7 separate regions of the Mus musculus genome follow, and all the other regions are linked to region 2. A link is a contact called in public Hi-C and HiChIP or PLAC-seq data. All regions are on one chromosome and are shown on one strand. Each heading gives the region's core, a stretch centred on a gene start, on an enhancer-like site or on the middle of the called end of the contact. The rest is flanking DNA. Distances are from core to core; before and after follow the strand shown. Region 1 has its middle 140 kb from the start of Gm33843. Region 2 has its middle 90 kb from the start of Mir3966. Region 3 overlaps Gm33843 (a long non-coding RNA gene). Region 4 has its middle 65 kb from the start of Gm33782. Region 5 has its middle 99 kb from the start of Gm33782. Region 6 has its middle 29 kb from the start of Gm33897. Region 7 has its middle 17 kb from the start of Btg1.

The links. Hi-C and Micro-C count contacts between places; a contact is called where the count stands out from the background. HiChIP or PLAC-seq counts read pairs in DNA pulled down with a chosen protein or histone mark.
Region 1: an H3K27ac HiChIP or PLAC-seq map of regulatory T cells shows a contact between it and region 2, with 7 times the contacts expected there. The contact joins two enhancer-like sites. A contact is called at or near these places in 1 of 15 datasets of contacts at CTCF or cohesin (large pre-B cells), 1 of 484 Hi-C or Micro-C datasets (bone marrow-derived macrophages) and 1 of 115 datasets of contacts at active chromatin or transcription factors (regulatory T cells).
Region 3: a Hi-C map of uterus shows a contact between it and region 2, with 6 times the contacts expected there. The contact joins two enhancer-like sites. A contact is called at or near these places in 2 of 484 Hi-C or Micro-C datasets (both in uterus) and 1 of 115 datasets of contacts at active chromatin or transcription factors (T-cell acute lymphoblastic leukemia).
Region 4: a contact with region 2 is called in an H3K27ac HiChIP or PLAC-seq map of bone marrow-derived dendritic cells, with 17 times the contacts expected there. The contact joins two enhancer-like sites. A contact is called at or near these places in 1 of 484 Hi-C or Micro-C datasets (bone marrow-derived macrophages) and 10 of 115 datasets of contacts at active chromatin or transcription factors (CD8 T cells, T-cell acute lymphoblastic leukemia, bone marrow-derived dendritic cells and 7 more).
Region 5: a contact with region 2 is called in an H3K27ac HiChIP or PLAC-seq map of large pre-B cells, with 7 times the contacts expected there. The contact joins two enhancer-like sites. A contact is called at or near these places in 1 of 484 Hi-C or Micro-C datasets (bone marrow-derived macrophages) and 2 of 115 datasets of contacts at active chromatin or transcription factors (astrocytes and large pre-B cells).
Region 6: an H3K27ac HiChIP or PLAC-seq map of bone marrow-derived dendritic cells shows a contact between it and region 2, with 5 times the contacts expected there. The contact joins two enhancer-like sites. A contact is called at or near these places in 1 of 15 datasets of contacts at CTCF or cohesin (the NIH/3T3 cell line), 4 of 484 Hi-C or Micro-C datasets (nephron progenitors and uterus) and 5 of 115 datasets of contacts at active chromatin or transcription factors (T-cell acute lymphoblastic leukemia, bone marrow-derived dendritic cells, double positive thymocytes and 2 more).
Region 7: a contact with region 2 is called in an H3K27ac HiChIP or PLAC-seq map of bone marrow-derived dendritic cells, with 8 times the contacts expected there. The contact joins two enhancer-like sites. A contact is called at or near these places in 6 of 39 promoter capture datasets (the 3T3-L1 cell line, 3T3-L1-derived adipocytes, liver and 2 more), 2 of 15 datasets of contacts at CTCF or cohesin (the NIH/3T3 cell line and large pre-B cells), 13 of 484 Hi-C or Micro-C datasets (B cells, the C2C12 cell line, the NIH/3T3 cell line and 10 more) and 17 of 115 datasets of contacts at active chromatin or transcription factors (the SCID.adh cell line, T-cell acute lymphoblastic leukemia, astrocytes and 14 more).

Annotation. Positions count from the first base shown.
Region 1 is chr10:96,458,307-96,462,224 of GRCm38.p6, reverse strand. No RefSeq gene overlaps it. Among named protein-coding and RNA genes, the nearest start is that of Gm33843, 140 kb to the left of the region's middle. Within about 2 kb of position 1,449, at least 65 of the 459 cell types and tissues checked have an H3K27ac peak or open chromatin away from gene starts, as enhancers often do. A contact at or near this core is called in regulatory T cells, where this site is marked.
Region 2 is chr10:97,332,033-97,335,600 of GRCm38.p6, reverse strand. No RefSeq gene overlaps it. Among named protein-coding and RNA genes, the nearest start is that of Mir3966, 90 kb to the left of the region's middle. Within about 2 kb of position 1,335, at least 51 of the 459 cell types and tissues checked have an H3K27ac peak or open chromatin away from gene starts, as enhancers often do. A contact at or near this core is called in the SCID.adh cell line, T-cell acute lymphoblastic leukemia, beige adipocytes and 5 more, where this site is marked.
Region 3 is chr10:96,548,773-96,552,277 of GRCm38.p6, reverse strand. All of the region lies in intron 3 of Gm33843 (a long non-coding RNA gene), which reads left to right. Among named protein-coding and RNA genes, the nearest start is that of Gm33843, 48 kb to the left of the region's middle. Within about 2 kb of position 1,822, at least 30 of the 459 cell types and tissues checked have an H3K27ac peak or open chromatin away from gene starts, as enhancers often do. A contact at or near this core is called in uterus, where this site is marked.
Region 4 is chr10:96,372,427-96,376,032 of GRCm38.p6, reverse strand. No RefSeq gene overlaps it. Among named protein-coding and RNA genes, the nearest start is that of Gm33782, 65 kb to the right of the region's middle. Within about 2 kb of position 1,607, at least 141 of the 459 cell types and tissues checked have an H3K27ac peak or open chromatin away from gene starts, as enhancers often do. A contact at or near this core is called in bone marrow-derived dendritic cells, double positive thymocytes and regulatory T cells, where this site is marked.
Region 5 is chr10:96,406,635-96,410,490 of GRCm38.p6, reverse strand. It overlaps the pseudogene Gm20091. Among named protein-coding and RNA genes, the nearest start is that of Gm33782, 99 kb to the right of the region's middle. Within about 2 kb of position 2,385, at least 60 of the 459 cell types and tissues checked have an H3K27ac peak or open chromatin away from gene starts, as enhancers often do.
Region 6 is chr10:96,684,669-96,688,091 of GRCm38.p6, reverse strand. No RefSeq gene overlaps it. Among named protein-coding and RNA genes, the nearest start is that of Gm33897, 29 kb to the left of the region's middle. Within about 2 kb of position 1,786, at least 109 of the 459 cell types and tissues checked have an H3K27ac peak or open chromatin away from gene starts, as enhancers often do. A contact at or near this core is called in bone marrow-derived dendritic cells, double positive thymocytes and uterus, where this site is marked.
Region 7 is chr10:96,631,703-96,635,409 of GRCm38.p6, reverse strand. No RefSeq gene overlaps it. Among named protein-coding and RNA genes, the nearest start is that of Btg1, 17 kb to the right of the region's middle. Within about 2 kb of position 2,294, at least 84 of the 459 cell types and tissues checked have an H3K27ac peak or open chromatin away from gene starts, as enhancers often do. A contact at or near this core is called in the SCID.adh cell line, T-cell acute lymphoblastic leukemia, beige adipocytes and 3 more, where this site is marked.

The sequences.
Region 1 (3,918 bases), core at 200-2,699, 870 kb after region 2:
GATATAGCTCTCTCTTGTGAGACTATGCTGGGGCCTAGCAAACACAGAAGTGGATGATCACAGTCAGCTATTGGATGGGTCACAAGGCCCCTAATGGAGGAGCTAGAGAAATTACCCAAGGAGCTAAAGGGAACTGCAACCCTATAGGTGGAACAACAATATGAACTAACCAGTACCCCGGAGCTCTTGTCTTTAGCTGCATATGTATCAAAAGATGGCCTAGTCGGCCATCACTGCAAAGAGAGGCCCATTGAACTTGCAAACTTTATATGCCCCAGTACAGGGGAACGCCAGGGCCAAAAAGGGGGAGTGGGTGGGTAGGGGGTTGGGGGGGTGGGTATGGGGGACCTTTGGGATAGCATTGAAAATGTAAATGAGGAAAATACCTAAAAAAAAAAGAAACCTAATTTGTAAAGGGAAACACAAGAAACATGACAGATTCTTTCATAGAAATGGTATTTCTAAGAGCCTAAAACACACAGTAATACACACATGGCAAAATTAGGTCAAGATGATATTAACAGGTAGAATGGGGAGGGATGCCATAAATAGTAAAATGCTTGGCATGCAAGAGGGATAACCTGAATCTAGACCCCCAACATGCACGTAGACAACATGTGACTAGAATCTTGTCAAGAGTGTATGGAGACAGGCTGACCTCTGGAGTTCACTGGCTAATCTAGCCAAATTAGTGAGCTCTGGATTCAGAAACAGATCTCGTCTCAAAAAAAAAAAGTGGTAGACATCACTTGAATAAGATATTGCATGCCAGCCCCCAGCCTCTGCATTTATATGTACACACATTTACATATATATCCAGAAAAGACCAACCTAGAAACATAACGTGTCATTAACGTAACATTTGAAAGTTGTGGATTCCCATTCTACATTTATTCTCAGAGAGTAGAGCTGAGTGTGTCTAGTCTCATAAGCTGAGGCTGTGTGGTATGAGTCAATTAAGCCTACAAAGTAGAGCAAAGAATAGCCCTCATCAGGGTTTGGAGCTTTGCAGGAGATGAAAAGGCAGGGACATTTAATCATCTTACATGGGCCTGCCTTTCTCTTCCCTGCTCTTAGAAGGGGGACTTGCTTTATTCTGGCTATTTCCTGAGGGGAGCCCTTCTCCCTCCCTCCAGTATTCAGGCTAATTACAAATGGTGAGGTGGTTTCCAGGCTGAATAAGAAATCAAAAGAGAGGAGGTGGAGGGAGTGGTGTAGATTTCATAGAAAAAAAATAATTTAAGAAAAAAGTATGTTCTCTGAGGGGGGAAATTAGAGAATTAGGTCACCAAGTTGGAGCCAGGAAAAAAACCGCGCGCGAGTGGAAACTGGAGCGGGGAAACTATTTCATGTTAACACATCCAAAGGCTGAACAGCCCAGCCTCAGGGCATTCCCCTCCCAGAGAGCACAGGGGCCTGGAAGACCTCTAGACAGTTCTGTGTCATAGTCATGCACTAATCAGCGCTATTCAGCCTGTTCCACGCGTGGTCACATACGAGGTGCCCTGAAAACCACGAGGGCCACATAGCAACAATTATAATCAAAACCACCACAGCACTGACTGTGGCTTTTGAAATCTGAAGCTTCAAAAAGCAGACAGCCTTCCAGGGCAAGCCAGTGCTTTTTTTTTTTTTCCTCCTTCTTTCGCTCCCTTCCTCCTTCTCTCCCTCCCTCCCTCCCTCCCTCCCTCCCTCCCTCCCTCTCTCCTTCCTTCCTTTTCCTCCAACCCTGGCGTTTTAGATTCACCCCCGTGACAGTTATATATCAATAGATACAGAGTGCACGCTGCCTAAAGCAAATATATAAATGGCTTAAAGGGCAGGCAAAAGTGTCATGCGTCAGTAGACATTAGCTGAGGTGCGACTCTGCCGGTGTGACCAGAATAAAGACATCTCAGTTAGAGTCAATGTCTCGGAATTGGTGGCGTGGCTTGGCATACACAGCCCCTTAACGAATTCCCAGCATATGTGAAAGGACCCAGTAGCCATCTCTGCAATGTAGAATCTTAAAACCCTTTCTTCAGGCTTTAAGTGAGAATTGTCTAGCTGTTTCCTCACCTAAATTTCAGCTTACAACCGAATACAAGGCACTGAATTCAATTCTGAAAATGTAGCTTAAAAAAAAAAAAAGGATCCGTTCTCTTCCTTTCTGTGTAAGGCAGATGTGCTGTCCTGGAGAAGGCACTTGGCAGAAATGGAGCTTAGGTGTTCGTGTATCATTTAGGGAGAAGGCACTGCTGTCTTCCTGGAACCTCTGGCTGCAGAGTTCTTTACCTCTCTGCTGCACGCCTTGTGCAAAGTAGTGTGCTACAGAGAACTGTTAGGAAGAAAGTTTTGTTTCATTGTGTTCCTCTGGTGAATCCCAGATGTTAACGACTTGCTAAATTGTGACTGTTCAGACTCAGTGTGGTTTCCCAGCTCAGTCTCCAACACTCACAGTTTTAGATAGTTCATGGCCACAAACTCTAATTCTATGTGACAATCTTATAAAGGCTTTCAGGACCATGCCCATTCCCAGACTTAATTTGTGACCAGTTATATAAAGTTAAATAAATGTGGGTCCACCTCGATGGTGCCAAAAATCTGTCCAATTTCCTCAGTTTGATGGTCTGTTTTTATGTTACAAACCGTTTCAGTTAATGGCTTAAAAATAAGAGCAGATTTTTAAGATTTTGAATGTCAGGAGTTTAGGCAGACTTTCAGCCCTATGTCTTGTCAGCTCATGTCTTTTGGTTGCATTCATTTGGGGTGAAGGTTCAGTAGAGCCTTGCTCACAGGACAGTCACCCGGTGACCCTGAATATGACCCTCTGGCATCTGCTCATAGCCAATGTGAGCTTCCTTGTGGTGTTGTGGAGTTACTCAGACTTCTTAGAGAGCAGCAGGCTTCTGAAGGAGAGGAAGCTAATCTGTGAGTCATAGAATGGAACTTGGAAAAACCCTTTTCTTTAAGATGCTAGCGTAAGGAAAAACATAGCATTTCATGCTTCCATACACGTCCACTGCAAAACTCATATAAAAATATTAAAGCCCTTGGCCTGGAGAGACAGCTCAGTAGATAAAGGTGCTTACCACACAAGCCTGAGGACCCGAGACTGATCCTAGGAACCCTTAGTTGAAGAGGAGAACCAACTCAGGAAAGCCGTACTCTGACTCCCACATATGTGTTATGGTACACATGAGTCCATGGCATGCATGTGTCTGCAAGTGTGTACACATGCACTCTCGCGTGCACACACACACACACACACACACACACACACACAATGCACACACTAATAATAATAAATAAAAATACATAAATAAATACAACCCATCTGCTTTGAGCGCTAACTGTAGAAGATACACATAGCAAATGATATGGAGAACAATGTAACATCTTCTTATTTTGGTGTATGGGTGGTTTTCTTGCATGTATGCCCATGTGTCACTCACATGCCTAATGCCTGGCCTGGTGCCCACTGAGGCCTGAAGACAGCTTCTAATCCCCTGGAGCTAGAGTTACAGACAGTTGTGAGCTGCTAAACGGATGCTGCGAGTTAAACCCTGGTCCTCAGGAAGAGAAGCCGGTGTTCTTAACTGTCTCCAGTCCCTGGGGTCTTCTTATTTACAGTGTGATGAGGACCTTCAGCTATAGCATCATTGGGGGCTTTTAAAAACACAAGTCTTTGTCTCTATGATTAAAAAAAAATCCTAAGAAGATTTGTACCTTGTTGATTCTAATAATTCAGAACTATAAATACTATAAATGCCAAAAGATATGTATTTAATAAAATTAGTTTAATAAATTTAGCTTTTCTTTTCAGAATGGACATTCAATCAGACAACTTATTTTTACTATTTACTATGCAAATTTATGATTATACTTTGGCTCAATTTATTATAAATGACATTTTTCTAATGCAGGCTATTTGGGGCT
Region 2 (3,568 bases), core at 86-2,585:
TTAAGAGAGAACTGATTACAAACTTGTGTGTTTTAGAGAAAGAGAAAAACACTGTCTCTAAAATTCTTTAATGAGAATAGAACTTATATTAAATAGGATCCATTTGGTCAATGTTCTGTTAAGTTACATTGCTAGTATCAGCTGCATAAATCATACCTTATATCTCAGATAGCATGACTTGTACATTCCAGGCAATGGGCAAGAAGGGACAGAAAGACACAGAAAATGATAAAAATCGATTAAATATCGTGTTTGAGATTACCCAAGCTCTTCTTCTCTCATCACAGTTGATTTTTCCTCAACTGTGTTGACATGTAAAGGCATCTCCCAGAATACTATTAGAATCTACAAGACATAATCAGGTAGGATGATTGAGTCTTACAAAGATGTGGTCCTGTTCAATTTCATAGAGAAGAGTTTGTCCATTTTCCATTTTAAAAGAGGGAAATAGTCTCACGGTGGTTTTTAGGGGCATTTGGGGTCTTTCACCTCCTGCCTCTCTTGGAAAAGCCCGCAGGCCTAACCTAGGGTCATCCTGTTGACACACTAAGTCTCCCTGGGACTTAGAGTACTTTGAGACAGAGAAAAGATGCTGGAGGAGGTGGGGCTGGAGGGGTTTCGTTTCCATGTGAATAAAAGCCCAGCAAAGGCTGTGTTGGCTGTTCCTTCCTAGTGACTCACGCCTCTGCTTTTATAAGCTCACTTTTATTTTCTCTTGGTAAGTATTAGTCTGGGCTGTTATACAGTGAGGCGTTTTTTAGCATGTTCAGTCACAAGGCAGGCCGGGAAAGAAGTCATTTCAAGATCCAAGCTGAGTTCTTGTTGCACAATGAGAGTGGCAGCCCTTGGCCAGAGGGTAGAGCCAAAGTGCAGTAAGCTTCCTTGGTTGGGGGCGGGGGGTGAGGGGGGAGAGAAGAAACGAAATCTCTAAATCGCTGTCCTTCCTTGTGAAGATCCTTTCAGTGTGGGCTGAAATGTCTCCACAGATGGATTGCACACAGACCCAGAAAACTGAGAATAACGTGAGTTATTCTGTTAGCCAAGAAACAAGGCTAGTTCTTTAAGGGACATTACTCCTGAATGTATGGAAGGGAAAACTCCCATCCCATGAGTTTACAAGGCTGTTAAGACATTTTCAATGTTTTGTTTGTTTGTTTTCTATGTTTCAGTTCAAATTCTTTGGAGAAATGTATGAAAGACCAGGCAGCCAAGATCTCCAACTCATTTCCTCTAATTCTTTCAGCTAGCCTCTAGTAAATTTGTTTGATCACAGTACAGAACTGGGCATGCCCTGAAGTGTCTCTTTCCTCTGTTAAAAAAAAAAGATGATACTACAGAAAACCAGCTGCAGTTGGTCTGTAAAGAGGAGCTGAAACCACAAGTGGGCCTTGGGGCTGGAACAGAAACAATACACTGCACAAGATGGAGCCTTAAATGAGAGTAGAGGCTTCTCTTCAAAGCCTGGAGAGGAGTTGGGGAAGGTCAAGGAGGAAGAGACCAGGGCCTCTTCAGAGAGCAGCCTTATCTCTAGACCAAATCCCTGAGCTGAGCAATCTCTCTGGGTAGTCTCAAATCAACCCCTAGAACAAAGGGTCAACTTTGAATAACCTTTATGCAGCCAAACGTTTTGCAGCACATGATTCAGTTCAGCATAGTGTGTGGTTTTGTTTGTTTGTTTTTTTGTTTTTTGTTTTGTGTGTGTGTGTGTGTGTGTGAGAGAGAGAGAGAGAGAGAGAGAGAGAGAGAGAGAGAGAGAGAGAGAGAGAGAGCATACCAGGGAACTAAGTGCTATAGACTGAGAGATATCAAGTCACATTACTGACTGCTTCTCAAACTGCTATCCCAGGCAGAGTTCCAGGAAGGTGTGGCCTGCTTCGGGCTCTAGAATTGGGCTTGAAAGTCCAGGCCATGTTCTAATACCTTCTGTCTTTCCATTTTGAATATGTACATATTACCTTGAGCTTGAACTGGCTTTGATGTGGTTTCAAGAATGGCTATCTACAGGGTTCCCAAATAAAACACCTTTGCTTCTCTCCTTTGGAAGGTAGTGTTGTTTTGAAAAACTATCCTGGTGCTTTCATTTCTGGCCTTGGGCACTAAGTCTCACTGCTCTTCCATTTTCTGGTTGTGGTTTTGAAGTTTTTACTCACTAAAAAGTGAATTTGGTAAGTCACAGGAAATTAGCAGAGCAAGACATGGAGGATCAGAAGAGGAGCCAGCGCAAAGCCCTCCTCTCTCCAGTGGCTTCAAGATCTGTTATCCAAACCCCAAATTCTCCTTTCAGTGACATTTCTAGCCTTGACAGTTCTGTAGCTACACTGTCCTCTATAGCTATGCTTGCTTGCCCTCAGGAGTGAGGGCAACTAAGATGTGACTGACTTAAAACCAACATTAAAAATTGTCCTATTCACATAATCTTTTGGACCTATGCCTCTAACCCTATGGTATCTCCATAGTTTGAGTAATCTGAATTTGAGGAGTCAGACAGATCTACCAGATCTGTTCGTTTACAAAAACTAACCCTAACCAATCCTTCAAAGTCCTAGGTTTTTGGATTTGTCTTGCTTTGTTTTGTCTGTTTTTTCCCCTGTGGTGGAACATCTTGTGGGATTATTACTTTGTAACCTCAGTAAAAATACATGGATCAGAATTTTTAGTGGTGCGGGGGAGGGCAGGGTGCCTTTGTATTTCTTCACAGGGAACAGTCAAAACTCGCAGGAGGCCACAACTGCAGAGGACAAGGAGAACAGCTGCTGCTCCTGAATAACATGGGGTTTTGATAACAGGAAGTTGGGCAAGTCAGCAAAAGGAGAGTGGGAGAGAAAGCTGAATTGGGAGTGTGAAGTTAGGGACCCTCCAGAGACCCCTTTAAGTCCATAGGTAGGCAGGCAACAGCAAATAATCCAGAAAATTGCTGTAAGACCTAATTACACTTCACAGGAGGCTGGAGTCTTGGTTAACTTAGGCTGTCCTGACAAAACACCACACACTGAGATGACAGAACCCTCTTTTCTCACAGCTCTGGAAGCCCAAAGTCAAGACCAAGACTTTGGCATCTCTGAAGGCTTCCCGAGTTCTGAAGGAGCTCTAGTCTAATTCAGTGCCTGCTTAATGTGAGACAACCTTCTCCCTCTCATCTTCTTGCCAATTCCTAGCAACCCTTTATTAAGAGGTAACTTCACAGGCTGAGAGAGAAGTAACTTACTAAAGTGCTTGTCTTGCAAACACTGGAACCTGAGTTTCATAGCCATAACCCACATCAAAAAGCCAGGTGTGGTAGCAGGCCTTGCCAGCCAGAAAAACCTAGCTTAATTAGTGAATTCCGGACCAATGAATGATCCTTTCTTAAGAAACAAGTTCCACTGTGCCTGAGTAAAAGCAGTCAGGGTTGTCCACTGGCCTTCATATGCATGGAGATATATATATATACACACACACATATATATATGTATGTATGTATGTCTATGTATATATACATATATATATATATATGTATGTCTATGTATATATGTGTGTATATATATGTATATATATATATATATGTACATATATATATATCCATGCACAT
Region 3 (3,505 bases), core at 573-3,072, 780 kb after region 2:
ACTATACATTTAAAACCAGGATTTAAGTGACTGTGGCCATTAGGAATGTCCCAGAAGGCAATAAGATTTATGCATCTGTATTTTAGTTTTGTGTTCATAATCTTCGGCCGCCCTAAATGCTTTTTGTTTTTAATTTTCTTGAAGGTGACCTCATCTTATTATAATGGTACTTAAAAAAAACAAAACAAAAAAACCCTCAAGTCATTTCCGTAATGTGGAGCTCACTCCCATGTCTTCAGCCAGAAAAACATAGTGTTCAATTTCTTGGAAATTTAGACTTTTTCACACTTGCGTGTTATTGCTTTAATCATGAAATAAATGAAATTCCTTTTACACTTAAAGAGATGGGATTCAGCTTTTCAAATCATGGCTTTGTTAATCACTATAGTGAGGCACTCTACTGAACCCTACTGTACTTACAGGTCCTGGGTTATGACTGGAGAAAGATGCACAGTACAGGAAAAAAGTAGGGGACATCTATTTGGACAGTTGATTGACTATTTCAGCAATCTTTGGCCATGAATTTATAAGGACGTGCTAGAGTGTTGTTCAAGCCCAATTGTGTCTGTCTGTCTCCACTCTGTCTGGAACTATGGTTTTTCCAAGACATCTTTTATAGGTTTCTTTGGGATCCTTTCCTTATTTTTAATTTATTCCTCTATTTCAAATCCTAGATGTCTTATGTGTGTGCTGCATCTGCTGTTGTTGTATGTGGATAGGGGTGCTGTGTGTGGTGTATGAGCACATGTGTGTGCTTGTGTGTGGAGGTCAGAGGAAGACGTTCGATGTCTATCTCTATTGGCCTCCACCTTTGTTTTGAGATGAGGTCTCTTACTGAACCTTAAAGCTGTTTTGGCTGAGCTAGCTATCCAGAGAGCTTGTGAGATCTGCTAGTCTTAGTTCCCCACTACTAGAATTAAAGGCATGCAAGGCCAGGCCTAGTTTTTTCTTTTTCTTTTTAATAATTTTTTTTTTGTCTTATGTGCATTGGTGTTTTGCTTACACACATGTCTGTGCGAGTGAGCTTGTCAGAGCCCCTCGAACTGGAGTTACAGATAGTTTTGAGCTACTGTGTGGGTGCTGGGAATTAAGCCTAGGTCCTCTGGAAGAGCAGCCGGTGCTCCTAACCACTGAGCCATCTCTCCAGACATTCCCCACCCCCATCCCCCTTTTCAAACTTTGACCCTAGGAATTTGAACTCAGTTTCTCTTTCTTTCATGCCATGCACACTAGCCCACTGTGGCCCTATTTCCAGATTCCTGGATGGCTTTTCATGAAAGAAAAAACTTTGATCTGTGTTAGAAATTCATTTCAAGTGAGAACATCTCAATTTTAAAGTTCTAAGCAAGCCACTGGATCCTTAGGTTAGAAGTGCTTAAACAACCCCGTGAGGACTCCCAAAACAACCCAGCAGGTGCAGGTCCTTACCACCAAGCCTACGCGTTGCACTGGATCCCCAGAGTCCATAGAAATATGGAATGAGTGAATGAACTCTGACCTCTGCAATGGCTGTGTGTTTATCTACTTATACACATACTCTCTGGTTACCCTAAAAGCTCCAGGGTCCCCCAGGTTCCTTGGTTGATTAGTGTCTCCCTTCTTCCTGGCCCGTCTGATGCGATGGCCGACTTAAGGGAAGAATGGTGAACTGCTCTCAACCAACTGCAAGGACAAGGAACTGGCATGTCTTTCTCCCCTTGGAAGTGGCTCAGCCTTCATCATTGTGCTCCCCCTCAGTGCCTCTCCTCCCATGCCTGTGAGCATTGTTCCCTTCCTGCTGCTGGGGCTTCCTGGAGACTTGCTGTGTGAGGTTTAATGAGGGTCTGAGTCATTTCCCAGTCACGAGATTCAGCAGTACTAGGGAAGAGCCCAGGCTCACTAACTGATGAGAGTGTCTGCGAGCCTTTATAGATATCATCCAGAAGGTCTACACTGAACAGTTGTGTGGAAGCCAGAAGGCCCCAGACTTCTTGGTTTTGTGTATTGTGGGGACATTTATCACCCCACAGAACATGGTTGCAGCCTACAGTGGGCATCTTGGATAGCCAGGTAGCAGGAGAGACAACCTGAGTGTCAATGGCAAGAAGTCCAGAGCATCCGTTCTGCTTAAAAGGGAAATTGAAAACTTTTAGCAGAAATCTGATGGTCCAGTTGGCTATCATATGCCAAAGTGGGGTGCACTTCAGTGGTGAAGTAAAGAAACTTCAAAGAGATTTTGCACTGGAGGCAGACCCTTAGTCTGTCTGTCTCTGTCTCTGTCTCTGTCTCTGTCTCTGTCTCTGTCTCTCTCTGTCTCTCTCTCTAGTCTTCCTTTACTCTCCCCAGTTTCCCTCTCCCCTGCTGCTTGGGGTATTTCAGTGGGAACATTGAGAAAGACCATCCCAGGACAATGTTTTCCATGCACAAGGAGGTCATGACCCATGAGAGGCTTGTGAAAACAGATGTAGTAGGTCACAGACAACATTTAAAAAAAGACATTAGAACATCTGGGTTGCAGCAAAATTCATTATTTATTAGGGTTGGTGCTAAAAACGTGTTTCAAAGTTGACGCCCTATGGAGGAAACTGTGGTAACCTCTTTCCATACACAGAACAAGAGTAAAAAAAAAAATACTAAAATCAACTAACAGAAATAGTGTCTGTCAACTGATATTAGTCAACCTGATGACAAACAGAAGCCATGAGTAGCATCCTTAACAATTGGAGTATGTTATGTATACATATATGAAATTATCAAATAGGTAAAATTTTATTTTTTTAAAAAGAAAGACATAACTACCATTCCTCATTTTGTAATGTTATAATTTTTTTTTCTTATTGAAGTAGCTTCCAGGTTCTCCAGGTGAAGAATACAGTTTAGAATACGATTAATTCAGCATAGGGTAGCGTATATGTAAGTGTGTATGTGTGCATATGCATGTGTGTGTGCATACATGTGTGCATATGTATTCATGTGAGTACGTATGAAAGTGATTAAACTTGTTACGTATGGGAAGGAAAACATCTTGTTAGGAAATGCAATCTTTGGCCACAATTCTTTATTTCCATTCCTGCTGGTTATATGGTTACATTTGGTTACATTACAGTTTTCAAAGTCTAAAGTATGAAATTGCTTGGCTGGCGGATCTAGCTGCATGTTCCCCCTTGCAGATGTCCAGTGTATCTGACTGGTTTTCAGCCTGTGTATATAGCACCCCCCACCCAGAAGTCTGGCTTATGTTGGAATCATCTGTTTCTCTGACCTTTGCCTTTATTGATTTGTTTTCTTTCCTCCTATTTTTAATGTCGCTTTTGAGATTAAAGTCATTTTTCTTCTGCAACAGTGAACAGTGACTTTGTGCTGAGGAAATAGAAATTTTGATAAGGAAAAAAGGGATCCTGGCTCTGTTATGTGTTTTATGGTTTTGTTTTGCTTTGAATAAATCTTTTCAGAGATCAGTGATATATACAAGCCCTAGCTCTGTTACAAACAAAAGTTACTTAACTAGAACTAAAAGAGATTTAAA
Region 4 (3,606 bases), core at 358-2,857, 960 kb after region 2:
CAACCACCCAAACCAGACACTACTGTGGATGCCAACAGGAGCTTGCTGACAGAAGCCTGATGTAGCTGTCTCCTGAGAGGCTCTGCTAGTGCCTCATAAATACAGAAGTGGTTGCTCACAGCCATCCATTGGACTGAGCACAGGGTCCCCAATGAAGGAGCTAGAGAAAGTACCCAAGGAACTGAAGGGGTTTGCAGCCCCATAGGAGGAACAACAATATGAACCAGTATCTCCAGAGCTCCCTGGGTATAAATCACCAATCAAAGAAAACACATGGTGGGACTCATGGCCCTAGCTGCATATGTAGCAGAGGATGGCCTAGTCGGTCATCAATGGGAGGAGAGGCCCTTGGTCTTGTGAAGGTTCTATGCCCCAGTGTAGGGGACTGCCAAGGCCAGGAAGAGGGAGTGGGTGGGTTGGTGAGCAGGGGTGGGAGGAGGGATAGGGGGTTTTCAGAGGGGAAACTAGGAAAGGGAATAACATTTGAAATGTAAATAAAGAAAATAGCTAATTAAAAAAAAAAAAACAAGACTCACCAAGAGAACATCATCTAAAATACTTACTAATTAACTGAACTTCTTATCACAATAAACCATAAAGCCTTCATTGACAGCTTGATGACTTGAAACATATAATCTCCTAAGGCTCTAAAGTACAATTCCTGTGTGTTTTTATTTCTTAGTTAGGGTCATTCTCTGTAGCCCAGGCTGGCCTGAAGTTCAAGGCTAGCTCCTTGACTCAGCCTTCCAAGTAATGGGATTATAGGCGTGAACCACGAGGGATGTCTCAGCTGTTGTGGATTTCACAGGGCCGGAGGACCTCAGGATAAATACTTGCTTGTGGCTAAAGGACAACTGTCAGGGCTTTGTAAAGTGACTTTATTTCTTCTCTTAATGCCAAACCATGTGGCTGTTTCCCTTAGTCCTTTATACTAAGTAGAGGTGCTAGAACATTCCATGTGAGCAGACTACTACTTGGGTACACGAAGAGCTTCACTGTAGAGGCATCTGAGTTTAGTGTCCCTTTGTGTTTATCTGGCTATCATTTCTGGAGGCTTAGATGTGTGAAAGAGATGGAACTTCCCATGTCCTTTGTGCCACCTCTGTTATCTTTGGGTCAGCCTAAAGACTCCTGAACCGGCTTGAGGCCTGCAGGTTTTTTCTGCTGCTCTCTCTGTGTTCTTGGGAGGGCTGTTGACCTGTTGGTAGAAGGAAGAGACAATTTAACAGTCCCGGATCAGTTCCGTGTTTCAGTGAGGCCAAGTTGGGTATTTCCCTTCCCAGATCAGTTAAGCCCCTGGTAAAACCCCATGAGTCAGGCTCTGCTGCACCAGTGTCCTGAAGGTTAAGTCTTAGCAAGGAGAACCCAGAACTTCAGGTATATTTTAAAATGACGATGTCCCTACCCCGTGGGGAAGCAATACAGTATTTTACTTTTGTTTTTTCACAGTAGGAGTCTAATATCAGTAAAACTCAGGAAAGTTCCTTTGTTTAGACCCTCTAAGATATCCAATTCTCAGGCTTGAGCAGACGGGAACAATAGCAATTTGTTGGTGGGTGGTAGTGGTTTCTGTTTCCACACTTCTGCTTTTGGTGAACTGACGTTCTCCACACTCATGGGCCTGCCGCTCTTGCTTGTCGGCAGCAGTCTGTGACCTCAATTCTCTGAAGGCTCTAAGAAGAGCTGTCAGTTCAGTTTGTTCAATTTGTTGTTGTTGTTGTCGTCGTCTTTCTTGCTTTATTGTGTTGTGTTATGTGATTGGGAGTCACAAGTTCAAAACATGTGTCATGACTGAAGCCAGAGCACATTTCGGAGTTGGTGCACAATGTTTCCTATATGTGTGGAGAACAGGAGCTCAAACTGGAGTCTGTGGTGGCCTCAAACTCACTGTCATCTTACCTCAGCATCCCACATGTTGGAATTACAGAAGAATGACGCCACACCCAGCCACAGGGTCTCTTTCCCTGAATTCTACTGAACCTGGAATCTTCTTGGATGGTGGCTGTGAATCAGAAGTCTGAACCAAATAGCCAGATGAGCCAGCAGGCCCCACTCCAGGTTTGGGGATACTTCTCTAAGCCTGGGGTGTTCCTATTCCAAGGTGAGGGCTGTGCTGCCCTTTCACAGGCCCTGTGGAGCACAAGCAATGCTGATGTACAGTATTCTTTCAGGCTCACCACGACATACACAGGCCAGTTGCTTGAGACTAGCTCCTGTCAGAGGTCACCCTGTTTTGTAGTTATCTGAGTGCCCAATAGCTTTGCTTCGCATTCTCAAAGGCAGACATTCACAGATCAGTGGCCCTGAGGGAGGCCAAGAAGAGCATGGCATTCAAGCGACAGGAAGAGGATGCTGGGTTTTAGGTAGAGCAGTTAAGAGGAAGCGTCTCTCAGGCCCTGATAGACAAGGAGGCTTCTGCAGAAGGGGTAGGGGTGGGGCAAAGGGCAGAGAAAAGGGCCTGTGGATTCTGCTCAGTCTTTGTGATGCATCGAAAAGAAGGACTCTGGAAAGACTGAGCCTAGCGATTCTCAAATGTTCACGGAGATCTTGCAGATTCTGTTTGAGTGCTTCTGATGCCAGGCACCGAATTCTGCATTTCTAACAGTCTCTGGGGGAGGAGTGGTTACGGATATCAGAGCTTAGGCCATACTGTGAGGCACAAGGGTGTCAGAGGACTCCCCCTGTGCTAACATAGACAACACAGTGGTAGCTGCTCACTGCGCTCTCTGACCTCCTCGTAGGCATTCTCAGTTTGACACAGTCCCTTCTGGAAGAGTAAATGGACCCTCTGTGTTTCTAAAGCCTGAGCTTTCTTCCAAGCCTCTCTCTAGCCTATCCTCCTCTAGGATTCCTCTACCCCTGGAGGCCTCTGTGATTCATGGCTTTTGTGGGCTTCTGTACCCTTTCTTGTGCCTACCAAGGCATTCTCTTGATCTGTCTCCTGACTAGAACTGTAGGTGTTGAGTACGGACCATACATCTTATTCCTCTTCACTTCACAGGGCTCAGAGGGAGCTCGGGTCATTAGGAATACGCTGAGACTGCCCAGCGTACTCTAAACAACTTAGACAAGAGTGTAAGCCTCGGCTCTCTCACTCAGCAGCTGTTAAAGCCGAGACAAAGAGCTGCTCTTTGAGTTTTAGCGGTGGTGATAGGTGCGAGGAATGTTGATACCCCCACTGGATTGTTGGGAGAAACTGAGAAAATAAAGTTAGCCAAGTGTTACATCAAGTGTCTACCATAAAGTCAACACTCCATAAATTTAAACCCTCTCCCCTTGAGTCCATTTTTCCTTTGCCCTTATTAGGAGTTAATGGTATGTTCTCTTCCTGACGCCCTTTCCTTGAAAAAATACCATGTCAGATGCAACATTCTTGGGAGTTTTTCCTCTATCCCCATAGTCCACTGTAGGCTGGAAACATCTCAAGCCTGCGCTACCAAATACAATAGCTTAATAACTTGTGTCTATTGCAAAAGAGCAATGTTACCTTTCACGAGCGCACGTCTGGCTGACAGCTGCTGCAACTTGGTGCTACCTAGCATCCTGAGAGAGAGCATTGTGCCACATAATGGTAGACTGCGGACAGACCAGAATGCAAGGTATAGC
Region 5 (3,856 bases), core at 1,136-3,635, 930 kb after region 2:
TCATCCCAACCCATGTACACTTAGGTTTGTAAAAGGGACTTTGTGACAGGCCTCATTAGAATATCCTCTCAAGCTTAGTGAATGTGAAAACATTTCCATAGCTAAGAGTGATGTGTCTGCCACACAAATGTACCAGCTGGAATTAGCATAAAATCGAACACAGAAACTGTTTGTGGCAACGATGCTTCAGAAAACATAATGATGAATCACATTGATCTCCATCAATTGCGACTGGGTTTCATCAGCCAGGGAGGCACCCTAGTGCACAGAGGAAGACGGATGTGAGTACCGCACTGCTCTGGCTTAGAGTTTTGTTTACATCCATTACTGATGAGGCTTAGTGGAGCTAGTTCATTTCTCAGAGCTCGGTAGAGATTGCCATCTCTGCCTGCATTAGATGGAACTCTTTGATAGCAAGTGGCAGAAATAGAAATCAAAGTAGCTTTTCCAGAAAAAAAAAAGGTACTAATGGGCTCATGTGACTAAAAACATCCAGTGCCTTAGGTGTGACTGGATCCAGGGGCTCAGAGGATGAAGTTACATGGAGGTTCCGGTTTCTAGTTGAGCTGCAATCTTACCTTTCCCAAAAGGAGACACTGAGACTTCACTCAGCAACAAAGCAAGCGGTCAAGAGCTTACACTGAGCAAGCAAGAGAGTCAGAGCATCCTTCTTACCGAGAAAGCATCCTGATGCAGCCATGGCACCACTGCAGCAGCCTGAGGCTTGCGTCTCTCCTCTCATGGTTGGTTACTCTCCACCCCTTGCATCCTGTCCAAGTTAGGCACTTTTAGAAACACAGAGTGCTTTTCTTCAAAACCTGGTGCACTCAGAGTTCTGTGTGTTTCAAGTACATACATAAGATGCAAGAACATGTATGGGGACTTAGATACCACAAAGTGGCAGGTTTGTTGGGGGCTGGGGGCAATGAGTAGCAGCATTCCACATGCTCCACTGGCTCCATTGAAGCAGTCTGAGCTCACCTACGTAGAGTAGGTTACTACATGCTGTTTGTTTGTTTGTTTGTTTGTTTGTTGTTGTTGCTATTGTTGTTATTGTTTAGTTGGTTGGTTTTGATTCCTTTTACCACATTTCAGGCCTTAAGCTGTCCCAATGGAGGAGACCATCAGTAACTATCTTTATGCCATATTTTGGAGATGGTCTTGGTCAGTCCCTCCTAACGATAGACCAGCAATCTTTACAGGCAAGCCATTGAACCGTCGTTGTGGGAAGGTCACCTATAGTTAAAGACTCAAGATCTCTTTGCAACTTCAGACTCCAGAGGGAGGTCATGTGAAGTCGCCCTTTTCAAGACTCTTTTGGCCTGGAGGACCGTTGTGACAATTAAGAAATGGGGTGTTCAGAGCAAGGTCGTGAAGAAAGGAGAGTTAGGTGGTATGGCCATTTCTTCTGCCTTCCGTGTCCGCGGCCCTCACAGAACTTCCAGCAGTGACATGTTGGGCCAGAGTATCCGGAGGTTCACCACCACCATGGTCTGTCGCAGCCACTATGAGGAGGATCCAGGGAAGAATTTGCCATTTTCAGTGGAAAACAAGTGGCGGTTGCTGGCTATGATGATCCTGTACTTTGGATCTGGGCTTGCCGCTCCTTTCTTTATAGTAAGACACCAGCTACTTAAAAAATAAGGATATTTAATTCATCCCTTTAACAGAATGAAGAAAGTTTAAGAGATGATCTGAAAGTTGGATTAAACTCTTGAACTATATACTAGAAAAAATTGTAAATAAACTAATGACGTAAAAAAAAAAAAGAAAAGAAATGGAGTGTTCAGACAAGCAGAGTGAAGGGCAGGCTGAAGGAGCTCACAGACCCTCTTCGCTGTATGGATGATGATGGATTGCTGTGGGATGGAGGTGTCATATTTCTCCTCAGTATTAGTATTGGTGTGCTGAGCTGTCCAGAGTGGAGGCAGCCATTGTATTCCATTAGACCATGCCTGCTGGAACTGGCCACAGGGTCTCTCTTCTCCTATCCTCTCTTGTCTTCCTGTCTCCTTCTTTCCCCTACTTCCCCTACCTTATCTTCTCCTCCCCTCTCCTCTGATTTCCTCTGTGTCGTTTCCCCTCTCTGGGTTACATCAGTGGTTAAATAGTGCAGTCTACATAAAATAACCAACAGCTAGTAGGAAAACGCTTCTTTAAAAGACCACCATGTCTTCTGATTTTTAATCATTTAATGGACTAAAGTACATTTTATTCAGTAGTGACAAAGATCTACTCTAAGCATGCCTTTTGGGACAAGAGAGATGAAAAGTCTAGTTTTGTCTACGGTCTCTTTCCTCAAACAACCCTCTGTGCAGAGGACTGTGACTCTGACTTCCTTGGGGGGGGGGTCCATTGTTTATTAATAGATGTAGGAAGGTGACAGTAACCCACTGCTTCTCAGTAAGTAAACCAAACGCTGTGGTAGGAAAGACACTGGTCTGTGTTCACTTCTATTTCTATTCGAGAAGTTTCCTGTTTGTTAGTTTCACATTCTGCAGATTAACAGTCATCAGTTTAACACTAAGAACTGCTCTTTTTTACACAAATGTAGAAATCTTCAAACCAACACAAAGGAAATTAAGATTGACAGATTTATTTATTTATTGCTTCATGTTACCAACTTAAGAAGCAGACTGGTTCAAACTGGTATCATGATACACTACTAGTTTCATAACCTGATTAGATACCTGATTTATTAGATACCTGTTTTACCTCTGCCTTTCTGTTTCCACAATATCAGAGTCTAATCCCATCTTGTTTTCTCAAGAAAGCTGCCAGAGTTCTATCTCCTCCACAATTCAGGCCGACGGGAAGGAAAAACAAAAAGCAAAATTACTAATTTGATTTAGTCTTCTTAGAAGTAAGCGTTTGTTTCCGATGAGCCACGCTGCTCCACGCTGTAGGAGGCAAAAAGGCATTCAGTGGGCAATGAGCAGGCTCTGTCACATCTACTCTAGCAACATTTCTAAGAACTTCATCCGATGGAAGTTTCCAGTCTTTAAAGAAAAGAAAAATCTGAAAAGCCATTGTGAGACCAGAACTGTCATGTGTGTTTGGCTTCACGGTAGAATGCACAAAGAAATCAAAGCTTCGGTGGCATTCACACCGTAGTTCCAAAGCCTGAATCCTACAGTGTCATTGTGGACACTGTGACTGGGATGGAAACCCTTCCAACACTCAGCTAGGTGCCCATGCTTGTGTCGTTGCTCAGCATCCTTCTCACGGCTTCTCTATCTCCCTCTGTACCTACCTGGTTATCGATTACAACACCATTGACAACCGCTTGCACACGTGTCTGGGAAGCAGATTGAACATTAAGTAGGCACTCATTTTAATGGGCTCGAATATACCTTCTGATCTAGATGCCATCAAACCTGCCTATAACATCGGCTTGCTTAAGACAGGAGGGCGGCTCACTTTTACCACTACTTGCTCGAGTTGAGGAACGGCCGCTATGATTTTGGCAATCTTCAGCAAGTCCCTTTCCTTGCTGCCTGTTTCAAGTCTCCGTGCTCTTTTATGTTTTTAGGGCCACCTTAAGGCCATTCTTCAAGCAACTCACACATGGCCACAGACCTCAGCATTCTGTCCATCCCCTGAGAGCCCAGATGCACTCGGCATTTACCATGAATTGTTCCATGTGGTTATTGTCTTCCTCTGTTTGTGTGTCTTGTCTCCATAACTGAATTTAGGGACACCGGAGAGCAAGGAAGTGTTATCGGTAACTGCATCGGAACACCTGGCATACACTGGCTTCAGTGAATTGCCTATCAATACAGCCAACCAATGAAGCTCAAATGCCAGTCCAAGGCCAGGGTTCCCTAATTCTCATCCATCTCACCCAAAGGGTCAA
Region 6 (3,423 bases), core at 537-3,036, 650 kb after region 2:
GCCAACCTCGATCACATGCTCTCCCCCCACCCCCATTCCGCCCAAGTACCAGGCTAAGCAATCCCAATCTGACCCTCTGTATTTACACCAAACATTTCCTTATGACGTGGCATGTGATGCATAGATAGATGTCCTACATAAACCATATTATCCAACCAGTCAACATGGGTGCGAGTCATCTAAGTCAAGGGTAATTGTCTTCAAAGCAGCCTATCACCCATTTGCTCAATAAGAAATCACTGAACCCCTCCTGTTCTGTGCTAGGAGCTGGGGATTTGTGGGTAGCCATGGCAACGTCTTAATAGGTGATAGATTGGAGTGAGCTGATCATTCACATTGTAGCAGTGTATTTTTGATTTTATATTCTAAAATTTAGATGGGGCTGACCTATTTTAACAAGACCATAGGGGGAGATTCTGAGCCTGCCAAAAACCAGGGGTACTTTCCAGGGTCCCAGCAAGTCTCTCTGATCCAACAGAGGAAGGGAGTAATAAATGAAAGGACCCGAAAGCATCCTTCCCACAACCAGCACATGGCAAAGCAAATTTTTTCTCATTAGTGTTTGAGGTAGATGTTATGGGTAACTTGCTTCTCTTCTGTCTTCATACTTAACTGGAACATTCTTTGATTGCCAACATCTATAAAGAAATACCATGCACAGAGTGTTTTATGTTCCAACACCATGAACCACCACTGCCCCTGGCCACCCATCCCCGCCCCAAAGATTTCTCTTCATCCTCTTCCAAAACCCCACTATATGGCTCTCCCTTAGAAGGTCAAGATGGTTGAAATAGAGGCAGTGATTGAGGTGAGGTTGTAGCCAGTCACTGACAGGCTTATTAAGTAAACATCATTGAGAAAACGCAGAGCATCGTCCACTGCTGTGAGTTTGGATTCGGAATCTGTAAATATACAAAGGGAAAAAGAGCTTTGGTGTCTCACAGCGCTTTCTGTCCAGGAGCCAAGAAGTTCAGTTGCACATGTGTGTTTTTGCAGACTCCTGGCTTGCACTCCTCTTCCTTATTCTGGCTGCCCCCTGCACCACTCTTGGCAAGCCTCACTCTGGAGAGGTCTGAAAAAGTTTCCATCCAAGCGATTCCTTTAGTTAATCATTAGCAGCTCTGGTAAAAAACTGTTGGTGAGCCAGTTGGAAAAAACTAACTGGGGGGGGGGGGAAATCTCAGAGTTCATTCATTTGAGACACTTCAGGAATCTTATCCTGGTATACTGAGCTATGGGTGGGCACCAGTGAGACACTACACTAAGAAATGATATCTAATCATGTCTCTGTATCTAATATAGGCTGCATGACATTGGTCAAGGGAGAGAAAGGTCATTGGTAAATAAATACACAGGTTAGAAACACTTCATCTTAACAGACAATTTAGGTGTTTTTATCTCCCATTCTACAATGTTAGATTTGAAACCAAAAGCTGTTCAACTTTGCCCGTATTAGAGCATCTTTACTTAAGTAAACAAGGAGTGTCAACTTGTTGCTCTCTGCAAAGCTTTTCTCAATCTGTTAGCTTGTGAATCATGTAACCCAGCAAGAAGCAAACAACCTCTCTTGCAGTTTCCACACAACTTTTCCCTTCTTGGCCGGGATTTCACAGCAAACTTTGGGTACACATAAACAAAGCTGTCTTCTGCACATAAAGATGACAGAGCTGTTGTTCACTCATTAGCTGTCAATATAACATGGCTTTCACTCCCCCGTGGCCGTGGCCGTGGCCTCACCCTTGTTTAGATTGCTCAGTTCCTTCAGTTTAGAGGACATTAAAAAGCAGAACTGGCCTGGCTGTTTTACGTTGATGGTGAACTTTATGCCTTGGTTGTGTTGCAACCCCAGAGTTTACTCAATTCCACCTGGCAATTCAGTTCTTTGAGATAAAGGAGGTTTCTCTGGGGGAAGCCAATAACAGTTTCTCTTTTGGGTCTCTTGTTGGCAGACAGCTGGTGGCACATTTAATACAGTCATATGACTAAGTGTGTGTGTGTGTGTGTGTGTGTGTGTGTGTGTGTGTGAAACTTTTTAACAGTTAAAAACAAAACTAGTGGAACCCAAAGGAAGCTATTGCCATGTCAGAGAACCTAGAGCATCATCTTGTTCGAAACTTTGTAAGGATGTCTTTTAGAAAAATCATCTCTTGGGGTGTAGGGGAGGCGGGGCAGGGCAGGGAATGTACGTGTGCGTGCGCGCGCGCGTGTGTGTGTGTGTGTGTGTGTGTGTGTGTGTACGTGCACTCACCTGCAGGTTTTGGAACTGTCATAAAGAATCCTGAAATACCCAATGAAAACTCCAAGCACCTCCTATGTTCTCACTCTCCCAAGCACTGTTGGATTTGAATCAATTTCTCATGACTGAAGTGAGAGTTGCATTTGTAGATCTTTTTTGCAAGTCCCGCATGTAGCTGTACACTTTTAGAAAACTACACTGAAAATGACAAACTTAGTAATAACTACACATGGAAACAGTGAGTGCAAGGTACGTAAAGAAAATTGGCAAAGGACCCATCAATAGGAATTCCAAGAAAGGAAAACTTCACGCTGTGACCTAACCAAACAGAAACTGTCTTCATATACACATCTGAGTACAGGAAAGAAAGAAAGAAAGAAAGAAAGAAAGAAAGAAAGAAAGAAAGAAAGAAAGAAAGAAAGAAAACTAATGACCTTTTCTAGCTCCAACCTAAAATATGTTGATAACCTTAACTTTACAAGTTGTGGAATTAGTTTTGCTTAGATAAACCACCCATGCAAGTGATTAGCTGATGATGAGGTCACTACAGCAAATCCCAGCCCTCTTACATGGAGCTTGGGAAGTCGGTGATGAGGATCATTCACATACGCAGAAAGGATCCCAAGTAAATATGAAGGTAGACATCGGAAGGACAGGTCTGAGAAACAAAGAAACCCAAAAATTGACATCAAACCACTAGAAGCCAGAAGGGACTCTCTGATTCTCATAGGGTTTAGGAAGAATCACTCTGCAGCCTTGACGGTTGAGCTAACCTTGGATAGATGCTCTCCAGCCCATGATGGACTTCTGTTGTTTCAGTTGACAAGTTTATGGTATTTTGCTAGAGCAGCCCCAGGAGACTTGGTATAGTTTGTAGATCCTCAGCCCAGGGAGTGGTACTTTTAGAAGGTAAGGCCCTATTGGAATAGTTGTAGCCTAGGAGTAGATATGTCACTGTGGGTCTGGGCTTCATGACCCTCATCCTAGCTGCCTAGAAGCCAGTATTTTGCTAGCAGCCTTCAGATGAAGATGTAGAACTCTCAGCTCCTCCTGTACCATGCCTGCCTGGATACTATGTTCCCACCTTGATCATAACAGATTGAACCTCTGACCCTGTAAGCCACCCCCAATTAAATGTTGTCCTTATAAGAGTTGTCTTGGTCATGGTGTCTGTTCATAGCAGTAAA
Region 7 (3,707 bases), core at 1,045-3,544, 700 kb after region 2:
TCAGCTTTGGCACTGAGAGGCAGAAACAAAGAGGACCCTGGGACCTGCTGGCCATGAAATAAAGGCAGGTCCTGAAAGGGATTCAGTGTGAGAAGCTGCCTCAAAAAGTATCCTGAGGAGCAGACAACCCCAGGGCTCTACACAGACACACAGACACACACACAAGCAAGAAGGAAGGGTGCGGTGGTATGACATACATCCTAATCCCAGGATACCAGAGATCACCCGGAGGCCAGCCTGTTCTACACTGTAAGTTCCAGCCCAGCCAAACGAGTCCAGCAAAACCTTGTTTTACGTGGGAGAAGGGGAGGGAAGTAGGGTAGAGATTCAAACTGGAAACCAAACCAAACCAAACCAAACCAAACCAAAATTTTAAATCAAAAACAAGAAAGCAAAGACTAAAAATGAAGAGACATTGAGGTGTGTAAACAGAAAATCATTACTTCAGCACCACAGATAGGATAGGAGAACAGTTAGTAGCTGTGGAGGCTTCGTGGTATTGTGTACTGCAAAACACACATCCTTGCTCTCACCTCTCATCACACTGCAGGAAGATGTGGAGCACACTTGGAACCCCAGCACATGGGCCACAGAGCCAGGAAGATCAGGAATTCTGGGCCATCCTGGCCTATACATGGGGATTCTGCCTTAAAAATAAGTAGAGCTAGTGAGATGGTTTGGTGGGTCAAGGTGTTTGCCTCCTGACCCAATAACCTGATTCCGATCTCTAGATTCCACATCATCAAAGAAGAGAGAACCAACTGTCAGAAGTTGTCCTCTGATCTCCTCATGTGCTCTGTGGCACCCACCACATGTCGTTGCACACTGTGTGTGTGTGTGTGTGTGTGTGTGTGTGTGTGTGTGTGTGTGTTGAGCCACAGTGCACATGTTGAGGTCAGATGCACACTTTTGAGTGGGTTCTCTTTTGCCACTGTGGGCCCCTGGAATTGAACTCAGGTCATTAGGCTTGGCAGCAGGCACCTCAACCTTCCAAACCATCTCCCTGCCCTTACATAGTCTTTCCAATGCTAACTGTACTCACCCTACCCTCCAGCAAACACCTATAGCCACCCCCACCCCCGAACCCTCGAAATAAATTTCTAGTGAAATAAAATCGTCATTGAAAATTATAAACATAAATGTAGGCAAAGGCCTACACACTCCACACACTTAGATAATATTTTCACCCAAACACTCCGAAATCTTGAACTGTGAAATAGCCAACTAAGTAGTTCCATTTCAATTAGCTTTACCAGGAGTTTACTGTATAACAGTGTTATGCTAGATTTAAATTTAAAAATAACTCTGCCCAACCACACATTTAGGCGTGTTTCTCTTTCATTCTACAGCAGAGTATTCTCCTAACTAGAGAAGTTCAGCTTGAGTGGGCGGGAAGAAGGGGAAAACAGTGAAATGGAGGCAGGACATTTCCCAGGAAAACCAAGGGCAAAAACACTTCTCATAGCCTGAGGATCCTGGCCAGCATTTTGATCAAGAGAATCAACTTTTGAGACACAGTGAAGCATCTGGGAAACCTTCTGGGAGACATAACACAGACTGTGGAAGCAAATATTAGCAGGTTCACCAGGCCGTAATCACCGCCGGTATCCATGGTGCTAAGGTTCAAATTAACATGGTTATTTTTCTTGTGTTGCCAAATTTAACATTGGGGAATTTTGGTTGTGGGCCTGTTATCATTAGGCAAACACACATACTGGTGTTGAAGCAAATTTTTAGATAATTGCACAGTGTTTATGAGAACAGATTTGGGGATTTAAGCATATACTCAAATACCCATGCCCCCAGATAAATACAGGTCTCCTGTCACCTTTGGTAAATGTTCATGTGGGTAAAATTTCTGATTCTGCATGTAATCTAAATACCATGACTACCAATATTTAGTGTTATCTCCCTCCCATTCTTTCTTCCTTTCTCTCTTTCTCTACAACCTTATCTCATTCTTAGTCAAGTGGTCGCAATTATCTGTCAATATCTACGACTTTAAGAAGCATCCTTTTGGTGTGGATCCAGGGGAGAGGAGAGGTTGGGAGGAACTGGGAGGAGTGGGGGGAGGGGAAACCACAATCAGAAACCAGAAAATGAAACCATAGAATGAATACATTAAAAAAAAAAAAACTATTTTCAAAACTGGAAAATGTTAAAAGGGGATCCTTTTGTAAGATCCAGAAAATCTTTCTGCCTCCATTTCAGACTTTCACAGAGGTGGCGAGAGTCACGACAGTGGTTTAATCTCTATGTCAACACACCAAGTGCTCAGGCCATCCCTCTGGAGTCAAAGGAAGGCCACCTAGAGAGAACTAATCCAGCCAGTGTGGGTAGGAACGATGAATCTCACTTCTTGGGCTAAGGAGTGAAACCAGGACAGAAGTCATGGTGAAATCTATTTTAGAAAGTACCAAGTGAATGAATCACGGAAATACTTTAAAATCTTCAGACCAAAGCTGGTTATTCATGCCTGAAGTTCCAGCTCTTGGGAAACTGAAGCAAGCGGGGTATGAGCCCGGGGCTATGTAACAAGACCTCAGAGACAAAAACAAGAGCCAGAGGTGGATGTGCAAGCCTTTAATCCCAGCAGTCGAGAGGCAGAGGCAGGGTGAGCTCTGTGAGGTGGAGGCCAGGTAATGAGTTTTTCCGGGACTGCTAGGGATATGCAGAAAGATCCCCATCTCAAACAAACAACTACTAGGCTGGGAGCAAGCATAGGTCAGACGCTAGACTGCCTGCCTAGCATTATCCCCTACGCTTATCCCCAATCCCTCATAAACTAGCAGTGTTGCAGGTGACTGTAATCCCAGCCCGTGGTGGGGTAGAGACAGGATCGTCAGAAGTTCAAGCATGTCCTTGGCTACTCAGTTAATTCAAGGCCAGCCTGGGATACATGACACCCTGTTTTAAAAGCAAAACACACTGGTGGCTGGAGAGACAGGTGGCTGAGGGTAAGAAGGATGCCTGCCTGCCTGCCTGCCTGCCCGATGCTCTCCTAGAGGACCCAAATTCAGATGACACACCCACCTGGCAACTCACAACTCACTTCCTATAATTCCAGCTCCAGGGGAGCAAACTGCTTCTTCCGGCCTATTCAAGGTAAGGTGTACATGTGGCATAGATACACTTGCATACACATAAATAGAAATACATCTTTTTTTTTAAATCAAAACAAAAAATTCTAACCGTGAAAAAAATAGAACCAAGAATAAAACAATATGCACATAGACAAATCTTAACATTGAAACTCTGTAACTCAATAGGCCATGTGACCCTGCCAGTAACTTAAGAAGGCGCTTTATGGTGAGATAGCTCTGAGGGTAAAGATTCCTGACAACCTGAGTTTGATCTTTGGAACCTATAGAAGGTGGAAGAAAAGGTCACAAAATTTGTCTTTTGACCTGCATACTTGCAGTGGCATGTGCACTCACACACACACACACACACACACACATAGCCACTAATAAACGAAAGAGAAGCTAAGTGTTCCAAGATTATTTATTGTATGACGAAGGCGATGTACCCTTACTCTTATCGCATACACACGAATGCCAAGGTCTTGAGATGACAACAAGAGCCTTTACTGTAATCCTGGATGCTCTAGAACAGATTTCTTGGGATAACTGAATTTTCCAGTTACCGAGACACGGTTTTTGTTTTCTTCCCTTGCTTGTATCATTATCCCGAGCAGTAAATCTCAT